Linked DNA regions of Sus scrofa: all the other regions are linked to region 1. A link is a contact called in public HiChIP or PLAC-seq data. All regions are on one chromosome and are shown on one strand. Each heading gives the region's core, a stretch centred on a gene start, on an enhancer-like site or on the middle of the called end of the contact. The rest is flanking DNA. Distances are from core to core; before and after follow the strand shown. Region 1 overlaps POU2F2 (POU-domain protein). Region 2 overlaps CIC (protein capicua homolog). Region 3 holds the start of MEGF8 (multiple epidermal growth factor-like domains protein 8).

Region 1 (2,700 bases), core at 127-2,626:
CCTCCTCTCATTTCCTGGGCCTGTGGAACTATAGGATGGTATTGCATTTGGAGGGGCGGGGGCTCTAGGTTGGACTTGGGTGTGCAGTTGCGATTCAAGGCTCCAGTCTCAGGCGAGGTCTAGGATTAGGTTCGAGAACAAGGTCAGGGGCAGAGTCGGAGTCACAGAGCTCAGAGTGGGGCCTCCCGTGTGCCGAGTCCCTGAAGGGAGCCAGCGGGAATGGGGTGTGGACAGGAAAGTGGTGGGCTGGGAAGGGGGCCAGAGGGTGGCTGAATCACACCCCAAGATCTGAGGACCTGCTCCTTTGGGGATCTGCAGTCCCCTCACACCACCTAGGCCCTGCTCAGAGTGGAAAACATGCCTCACCGAAACCCGGTGGGGCAGGACGGGTGCCTGGGCGGCAGCCGGAGGGAGAGGAGGCCCGGGGCTGACTCGCTCCCTTGGAACATCACCAACCTCCCCCTGGGCAGCCAAAGCCTTATGGGGCCAACGGGCACCCTCGGCCTCCCACTGTGCACCAGGGTCTCACGGGGCTGGGGGATGACACTCCCCCCAGCCACCTTCTTGAGGGGTGAGGAGGCCTGGGCAGGATCCCCAAGGCCTGAAGGCCCCCCTCTTGCCCCAGCAGAGGAGGGCAGAGGCCTAAAGCAAAGGACGTGGCTCCCTGACAGAGCCACTTGCAAGGTGGCAGGGGGTCTGGGGTATGCAGGGAGAGGCTGGGGCACTGCTGGTGGAGGTGCCCCAGAACCCTCCTGGCTTCTGAACCCTCACCCCATTTGCATCCCTTCTCTTTCCCCAGAAATAAGAATGTCTAAGCCCCTGGAGGCCGAGAAGCAAGGTCTGGACTCCCCATCAGAGCACACAGGTGAGTGGGGAAGGGAGCAGGGAGGGAGGAGGATCACTAGGGGTGGCAGGCAGGGGTGCTGTGGGGGCCTTCGGGTATGGCCGGTGACAACTCACCCTTTCCCTGTCCTTGCAGACACCGAAAGAAATGGACCAGACACTAACCATCAGGTCAGGAGGGGTGGGGAGGGTGAGGTGGAGGTGGCGGTAGAGGGGAGCTCTGTGGGGGAGGGGGAGGGTATCAGAAGCTGCTTCAGCTCACTGTTCCCATCACCTACTCCACCTTGCTCTTTGCAGAACCCCCAGAATAAGACCTCCCCGTTCTCCGTGTCCCCAACTGGCCCCAGCACCAAGGTAAGCACCTGTCAGAGCAGCCAGGGGCAGAGGGGAGGGCTGTCCTGTGATGGGTCGGGTTTGGCGTTTGGGAGAAGGTCCCAATGCCAGCAGTGGGCCCAGGGCCTCATACCTTGGTGAAGGGACTCCTCCGCCCCTTCTCACCCTCGGGCTCCCGCCCCAGGCCTGTGACTCACCCGGCTCCTTCCCCTTCCCTGGGGGGTGGGGGTGGCCAGGGAAATCCCCCCCAGAGCCCCAGGGCGATGAACAACAGGAAGCCGAGGGCCCCGCCCCCATCCCAACTTCCCTGACCGAACGGGGCCTGCCCTACCCCCACCCCCCACCGCACACTCGGGCCAGCCCGGGAGTAGGGGGTGGAGACCCAGTGAGGATGGCGGCGAGGATGCTGCAGGAGAGCATGATGGGGGCGCTGGAAGTGGCCAGAGAGAGCAAATCCCAAATCCACATGGGGCCCTCTTGCTGGGCGCTGCTGGGCTTCCTGGAGTGTCTGGGGCCCACATCTCCACCTTCCAGTCTGGTGGCAGCTGGCAGGTCCAGAGGCCAAAGACAGCACTGAGGGCACAGGCCAGACTCCTGACCCTGACCAGAGGTGGCAGGAGGACAGGCTGGGGGCGCTGGGAACTGCTCTGTGACCATGGGAAAAGCACTGCTCCACTCTGGGCTTCTCAGTTTCCTCTTCTCTAATGAGGGTGGGGACAAGCAGATTGGAGGACCTCTGAGGTCCCTTCCACCCTCGCGTGCCCTGATTGCCGCTTGGTGGGCAGGGGTCCTGTCTTAAGCTTGTTAGACGGGACCTGGGGGGAAGGGCTCCAACTCTGACCAACTTCGCTCTAGTCTCAGTCCAGGCTCTGGCCGTGGCCCCTGGAGTGGACAATGTCCATCACCGTCCCCCCTTCACCCGCTGCCCCCCATCCTTAGCTGAATCTTTGCAGCCTCTCCCTGCCCCGCAGCAGCCCTGCTTCTCCACTAGGAGACCATCGGGGCCCAAGGAAGAAAGGGTTCTCGCCCCGCTTCGCCAGCCTGGGCCTGCTTCCTGGGCAAGCCCGTGGCAGGGAGGGTAGTGGTGGCCTCTGGCTCCGGGTCTCCGTCCACGCTGCGTCCTGCTCTCCACCCTGGAACTTCACCCCCCATCTCTCTGCATCTCTCTGCATCAGTCTTTCCCTAGCTGCAGTGATTCATGTGCTCCCATCTTGATTTCAGGCAAACGCACACACCACCGTGTACTATCTATTATTTACATCCTAATTTTGTTAAACGGGCTCAATTTTTAAAAACATTGTATTGTGGAAAATGTGAAGCAGATACAAAAGTTGAAAGACCATAGTGAAAACGAACCTCCAGGTATCTGTCAATCAGCCTCAACAATTATCAGCTCATGAGCTGGCTTGCTTTTTCAACAGCTGAAATAAAACATTTTTTAAATGGAAATTTCATGAATGGAAAACCAGAATCACTTGCCATGGAAATAAATACAATGATTATCAAAATGCACCCGGAGAGGCT
Region 2 (2,700 bases), core at 84-2,583, 140 kb before region 1:
GGGCCCAGCCTGGCAGGGAGGGGCCGGAATCTGGGCGGGAAGGGCCCCCCTGCCCTGGGCATTAGGCCAGCCCTATACTTAGCTTCCATTGTTCAGAGTGGAGGAACCCTGGGTGGGGGTGATTAAAAGTGGAGCAGAGAAGAGGGGAGCAGGTCTGTCCCCAGACTGCTCTATCTCTCCAGCCATACCCAAACCTAACTGGAGCCTCCCTAATAGGAAAAGATTGAGGGGGTTCCCCAAATTAGGACCCTAACCCCATCTGAGAGGGGGTGCACAGACATCCTTGACTCAAAGCAGGTACTAGGCAGAACTATGGTGCAGCTACCCCATTAGCAACTCCACAAAAGGTTTGGCCCTCAACAGTCCCCACAGCACCACCCCAGCCCAGCCTGGGGCTAGGGAGCCCAGATGGAGAAAACAACTGCCACCCAGGGTGGCACAGGCTGAGGCCTGCCCAGAGGCCTGGGGCCCACAGCCAGGGATGCTGACAGACTGAGGGACAGGCAGGCAGCTCTGAACTCACCGGGCCCCCGTTTACTGAGCCCGAGAGGCACCGCGCCCTGCCGCCTGTGGCTCCCCACCCTGCTCTCCAAGCCTGGGTCCCGCCTCGGCTCACCACCCGGTGTCCCCAGCTCCCCTCACCCGCTCTCCACATACACACCCACCCACCCACCCACCCCGGGCGGCGTCGGCAACGGCCAGGGTTGCCTGGGGAACGAGCCCAGGATTGGGCTGGAGCTGCACGGGAGGGATGGGGGCCTAAAAATAGCGCTGGGGTGAGTCAGTGTGAGTGGGGCTGGGGTAGGCAGGGGAACCAGAAGGGAAAGAGAGGAAGGCGAGAGGTATGGGGAGGGTCCCCAGGGATTGGGAGATGGGCGGGATAGGACCGAGGGCGGGACGTGGATTTGGGGGTAAAAAGGGGGGGGCGAGGGAGTGTTTGGGCGCTGGGGCTGGAAGGGCTGGTCCGCTCGGGCTGAGGGAGGCGCCACTGCCTGGGCGGAGGAGGGGGCGCCGCCCTGTGTTCTCCTCCCCAACCCCGCGCTCACGAGATTTTCCACTCGCCGCCTGGCCCCCAGCCAGACCCTGGCAGGCCCCACAAAGCCGCTTTGTGCTGGGAGGGCGGGTGAGTGCCCGGCCAGCCTGACACCCACGCGGGCCGCGGCGGGGCGCGGGCCAGCTGGCACCCGACCTGTCTGCCGCCCCCCCGCCGCAGCAGCCCGCAGCAGCCCCCCGCGGCCGGAGAACCCGGCCGCGCAGGGGTTAATGGCGCAGGGGTTTTTGGGGGGGAGCGAGTCTCGGCCAATCGGCGTCGGAGGACGGGACAACAGCCAATGGGAAGGACAGAAGCCCAACACCGGGGCCTCCCCCCTGGGGCGCGGGAATGGGCGCGGCCCTCAGTGTGCGGTTCTGGTTCCACAAAGCCCCCGATGCACCTTATTTCCCCGGCTGCTATGCAGGAAACAGGCTCAGAGGGGGGCAGAATTTCGCAGTCAGGAAGTGGCAGGGTCGAGATTTGAGCACAGGTCGGCCTGGGTTCACAATCATCTTTTCCACCCAAATGGGGAGACAAGGCTTCCCTGGCCCAGGCCCCCACGGGGAGCGGGAACAGGGGACGGGGTGCAGGCGGAGACGGCGGCTCGGCGGGCTAGGGTCCAGCCGCCTGCGGTGCAGCCGCTGCCGCCGGTGGTAATGGGAGCCAGACGCCGTCGTCACCGCTAATGCGCCTCCCTCCCGGCCACTAATGGAGCCATTAATGCCCGGGCGCCAGGGGCTGCAGGCCACACACACCACCACTCCGCTGCGCATGCGCGCGCCAGCAGCTCAGCAACCCGCCGCTGCCGCCGCCAGGAGGCAGCCTGCCCCCTCCAAGTCCCTGGTGCTGGGTACTCTTCCAAGAAGTCTCGAAGACTGGCTCCCGCTACCTCAAAAAACGCCTCTTTTCTCTCTTCCGCAAATGATCCTCTTCTTCCCAGCCCAGGCCTCCTTCCTTTACAGGGATCTTTGACACCCAGATCCAACCTTTTACCTCTGCTCCAAACCCTTTCTTGGCTCTCCACGGGCTGACATTCAAGCACGGGCTGGACCTGTCCTCCTAGGCACCCTTCTGCCTAACCTTGGCTACTGTCGCCTCCAGCCTCAACTAGTCACTGAGAAGTCATGCACTTTCACCCCTCCTGGCCTTTGCTCCTGTGGCTGCCTTGGCCTGGATGGCCCTTCCCTTTATCTCTCTACCCTGAAATCCACTCATTTATCCTGCTTCAGCACAAACGTCACCTCCAAAAAGAAAACCTCCCACACTGCCTCACATTAAGCCACAGAGTTGTCTCTCTCTTTTGGGCTCCCCAGACTCTGTAGCTCCCTCTGCTCATCCTTGCCTGGACCTATATCCACACCTGTCTTCCCCACCCACTTTCCCCAGGGCTGCTCAGCCTGGGCCTGGTGGAGGGATGAGGAGGGACTTCTGGTGGGACAGATGGGGTTCATTGTTTGAGACAAAATGGAAATTCTGATGGGCAGAATCTGGATATGGATTTAGGAAGTCAGGAGACCCTCAGCTCCTCTTTAGGCCTCCTTTCCCCACCCACCCAGGCATAGTTGGTGTATACTGCCTGGTCTCTGAGGTCCTACTGGTTGGGATGGACTACATGTGGGACTCGCTTAAATGGAACTGGCACCAAAGTGTCTCCTGAAAGGCCATGG
Region 3 (2,700 bases), core at 118-2,617, 180 kb before region 1:
CGTTCTTTTTTAATTCCAACAGCCCTATGAGGTGAGTACTATTACTGGCCCCACTTGCAGGGAGGGAAAGCCGAACCTTAGACAAAAAAAGCTGTTTGCCCAAATTCAAAAAGCTACTAAGAAGCAGAACCCAAATTCCAATGAAGCCAGGTGGTTGGGCTCAGAGCCTGAGTTTCTAACAGTTAGTTACTCACAATACCCCTCACTGATGCTCCTGACTTGGGCATCTGGATCTGAGTGCAACTCCCCCACCAGACTTCAAGGCCTTCCAGGGCAGGGCCCAGGTTGGCTGCATTTCAGAGCAAAGGGGCTGGACCAGACCCGGGCTCTGGGAACGTGGGGAGTGGATGAACGAGTGCACAAATGAACGAATTAGCGCATGAGTGAGTGTGTGACCCACTCGGCCCCACTCACCCTCGATGAGCCACTCGCAATTGCCATTGACGCTGTAGTTGCCCGCACCATCTGTCACGAAGCCTGGAGCCTCCCGCAGCACTTGCCGCTGCCCCTTGCAGTCCCCTGCCTGGGCCCCAAGGAACAGTGGCCCCAGCGCGGCCAAAGATAGAGCCAGCGCAGCCGCCAGAGCCCGGCCCAGGGCCATCGCCTCCTCCCTCCAGCACTGACCCTTACAGACGGGATGCGTGGTGAAGACCTGGAGAGGGCCCTCCACCCGGCTTGAGGCCCTGAAAATGCGACCTCTATAGATGGTACATTGCCTTGTAGACCAGGGAGGTCCAGAAGTCGCTGTCCCCGCGAAGGGAACCGCCGCTGCTGACCGGCTCTGAATGCCGAGGGCTGGGCCCTATAGACCCATGGAAAACCCTGTCAGTGAGGTCGTAATAGACCTGGCAGACCCCTAGGGACCTTGGGAGTCCCTTATAGACACGGGCCCCCATAGACTGGCTAACCCCATAAATGGTGTCCTGCAGTTACAGTCGCGGGCCGCTGCAAGCCGAAACGGACCTTAGAGCCCGGTGGGTCCCCAGGGGGCGATGGGCTCTACAGCCTGGCAGAGGCCTACGTAAAGTGTGCAGGCCGGGCCAGGCCTGGCCCAAATGGTCCAGAAAAGACCCCTCCAGCCAGGGACGGGGCGCGAGCGGGTGCCCGGAGCCGAGCCGGTCTTCAGGGGCTCAGGCCTGGACCCCATAGACAAACTCCCTTGCTCACCCACCCGCGCCTCCCTTCGAAGCCGGATGAGTCAGGTCAGAGAGACGAGGGGACGCTCGGGCCAGAGCGGCCGCGGGAAGACCCGCTAAGAGGGCGAGGGGGCGGGGCCCGAGAGGCCGCTGTGGGAGAGAGAACGAAGAGGAGGCGAGAAGTCGCCGAGAAGCAGGTCAGAGCGGCCCTGGGAGGACTGCGGTGCCCCCAACCCCACCCCTCCACAAAGGGAGACTTCCGGAAACTTCCCCGCCCATTTGTTCCTAGACGCATGCGCAGCAATGACCTACTTGGCCGACGGAAAGTGAGACTTATACATGCGCAGTGCTGAAATCGTAACCCGAACTCTTGTCGCAGGTAGCTGAGTGAAGCATCCGCCACTGGGGGGCGCATCTACCTCTGACTCGGGAAGAAAAGGTAAAAATAAGCCAAACGTAAGAGAGAGGACTCTGCTAGTTGATGATTCATATCTTCAGTGCTCCCAGATTCTAGGGCAACAAAAGGTCATGTTATGCAAGCCCATCCTAAAATACCATTTCTCAGATGGGCACACTGAGGTCCTGAGCCTGAAACAGTTCTTGCTCAGCCCTGTCTCTGAGCACTATCAAAATGTAAAAGAGGCCATCATATAGATAAAAACAAAGAATCTTCTTTATTTTGGCAAGAAGGGGAAAAAGTCTTTCTGCCAGGGACCTGAGGGAGGGCCTCTGGGATGGAGATAGGGTGGAAAGAGTAGGGGTCCAAGGTCACAGAGATGGAGACTAGCTTCACAATATCCGTCCTGGGAGCAGTGGCTTGGGGTCGTGGAGTCCTGGAGAATCACAGGCAGGATCCCTGGATCGTTCTGGGGTCCAGCAGGGTCAGAGGTCTCGTAGGGGGCCCGGGGGCCGGAGGTCACGGAACAGCGGGAGCCCAGAATCCGGTGCCGCTCGGGGCAGGGGCTAAGGGAGGGGACGGGGAGAGCGGCTCCCGCGGGACCGTTTGGCACAAGAGTCGGGGAAGGGGTGGGAGGATATTACGCACATGGGCGCGTTGGGTGGGGAGGTTTGGGATGGCCTGGATGGCAGAGCCCTGGGGCCGGGATAGAGTGGGGATCTGGAGCCCGGCCTGGGCCCGGCGCGCGGCCCATTGGGCAGGGGAGGGCAGGGGTGCTCAGACCGGGGGTGCATTGCCCCCGGCCGTGTGCATGCTGAAGTATTCGGTGAAGCCAGTGTGCGGCGCCGCTGTCTGAGGCACGAGCGGCTGGTAGGGCGGCGTCGGGCCATCCCAGATCGGGTCGACCGCCTTGGGGAACCGAGAGGGAGGGGGCGGGGAGGCCGCGCCCGGCTCGGCCATTGTCACCACGCGGCCCCTCGGGGCCGCCGCCGCCACCGCTGTCTCCTCCACCTGCTTCCCGGCCTGGGAGGGGGGTCAGGGTCAGAGGCCGTCCAGGACCCACGGGGGGCAGATGCGGCCCCGAAGGCCCGCCCCCCTCCCTCTGGATGACCCCCCCCCAAGGTGTGAGCACAGGTGTTAGTCAGGGGCGCCTGGGCAGGGGGGCCA

The links. HiChIP or PLAC-seq counts read pairs in DNA pulled down with a chosen protein or histone mark.
Region 2: a contact with region 1 is called in an H3K27ac HiChIP or PLAC-seq map of alveolar macrophages. The contact joins two enhancer-like sites. A contact is called at or near these places in 1 of 47 Hi-C or Micro-C datasets (epiblast stem cells) and 1 of 2 datasets of contacts at active chromatin or transcription factors (alveolar macrophages).
Region 3: an H3K27ac HiChIP or PLAC-seq map of alveolar macrophages shows a contact between it and region 1. The contact joins the promoter of MEGF8 here to the enhancer-like site in region 1. A contact is called at or near these places in 1 of 5 promoter capture datasets (liver), 3 of 47 Hi-C or Micro-C datasets (blood, embryonic fibroblasts and mesenteric adipose tissue) and 1 of 2 datasets of contacts at active chromatin or transcription factors (alveolar macrophages).

The regions. Positions count from the first base shown.
Region 1 is chr6:49,798,650-49,801,349 of Sscrofa11.1, forward strand. POU2F2 (POU-domain protein) reads left to right here. Exons shown (of 14, transcript NM_214040.1): 2 at 800-865; 3 at 980-1,014; 4 at 1,141-1,197. Among named protein-coding and RNA genes, the nearest start is that of POU2F2, 8.0 kb to the left of the region's middle. Within about 2 kb of position 1,377, at least 5 of the 83 cell types and tissues checked have an H3K27ac peak or open chromatin away from gene starts, as enhancers often do. A contact at or near this core is called in alveolar macrophages, where this site is marked.
Region 2 is chr6:49,653,743-49,656,442 of Sscrofa11.1, forward strand. The region is part of intron 3 of CIC (protein capicua homolog); the gene reads right to left. Among named protein-coding and RNA genes, the nearest start is that of CIC, 9.1 kb to the right of the region's middle. Within about 2 kb of position 1,334, at least 72 of the 83 cell types and tissues checked have an H3K27ac peak or open chromatin away from gene starts, as enhancers often do. A contact at or near this core is called in alveolar macrophages, where this site is marked.
Region 3 is chr6:49,617,753-49,620,452 of Sscrofa11.1, forward strand. MEGF8 (multiple epidermal growth factor-like domains protein 8) reads right to left here and starts at 1,368. Exons shown (of 41, transcript XM_005655875.3): 1 at 415-1,368. The coding sequence starts at 601. It overlaps TMEM145 (transmembrane protein 145), which reads right to left. Exons shown (of 15, transcript XM_021094427.1): 15 at 1,788-2,556. The coding sequence ends at 2,311.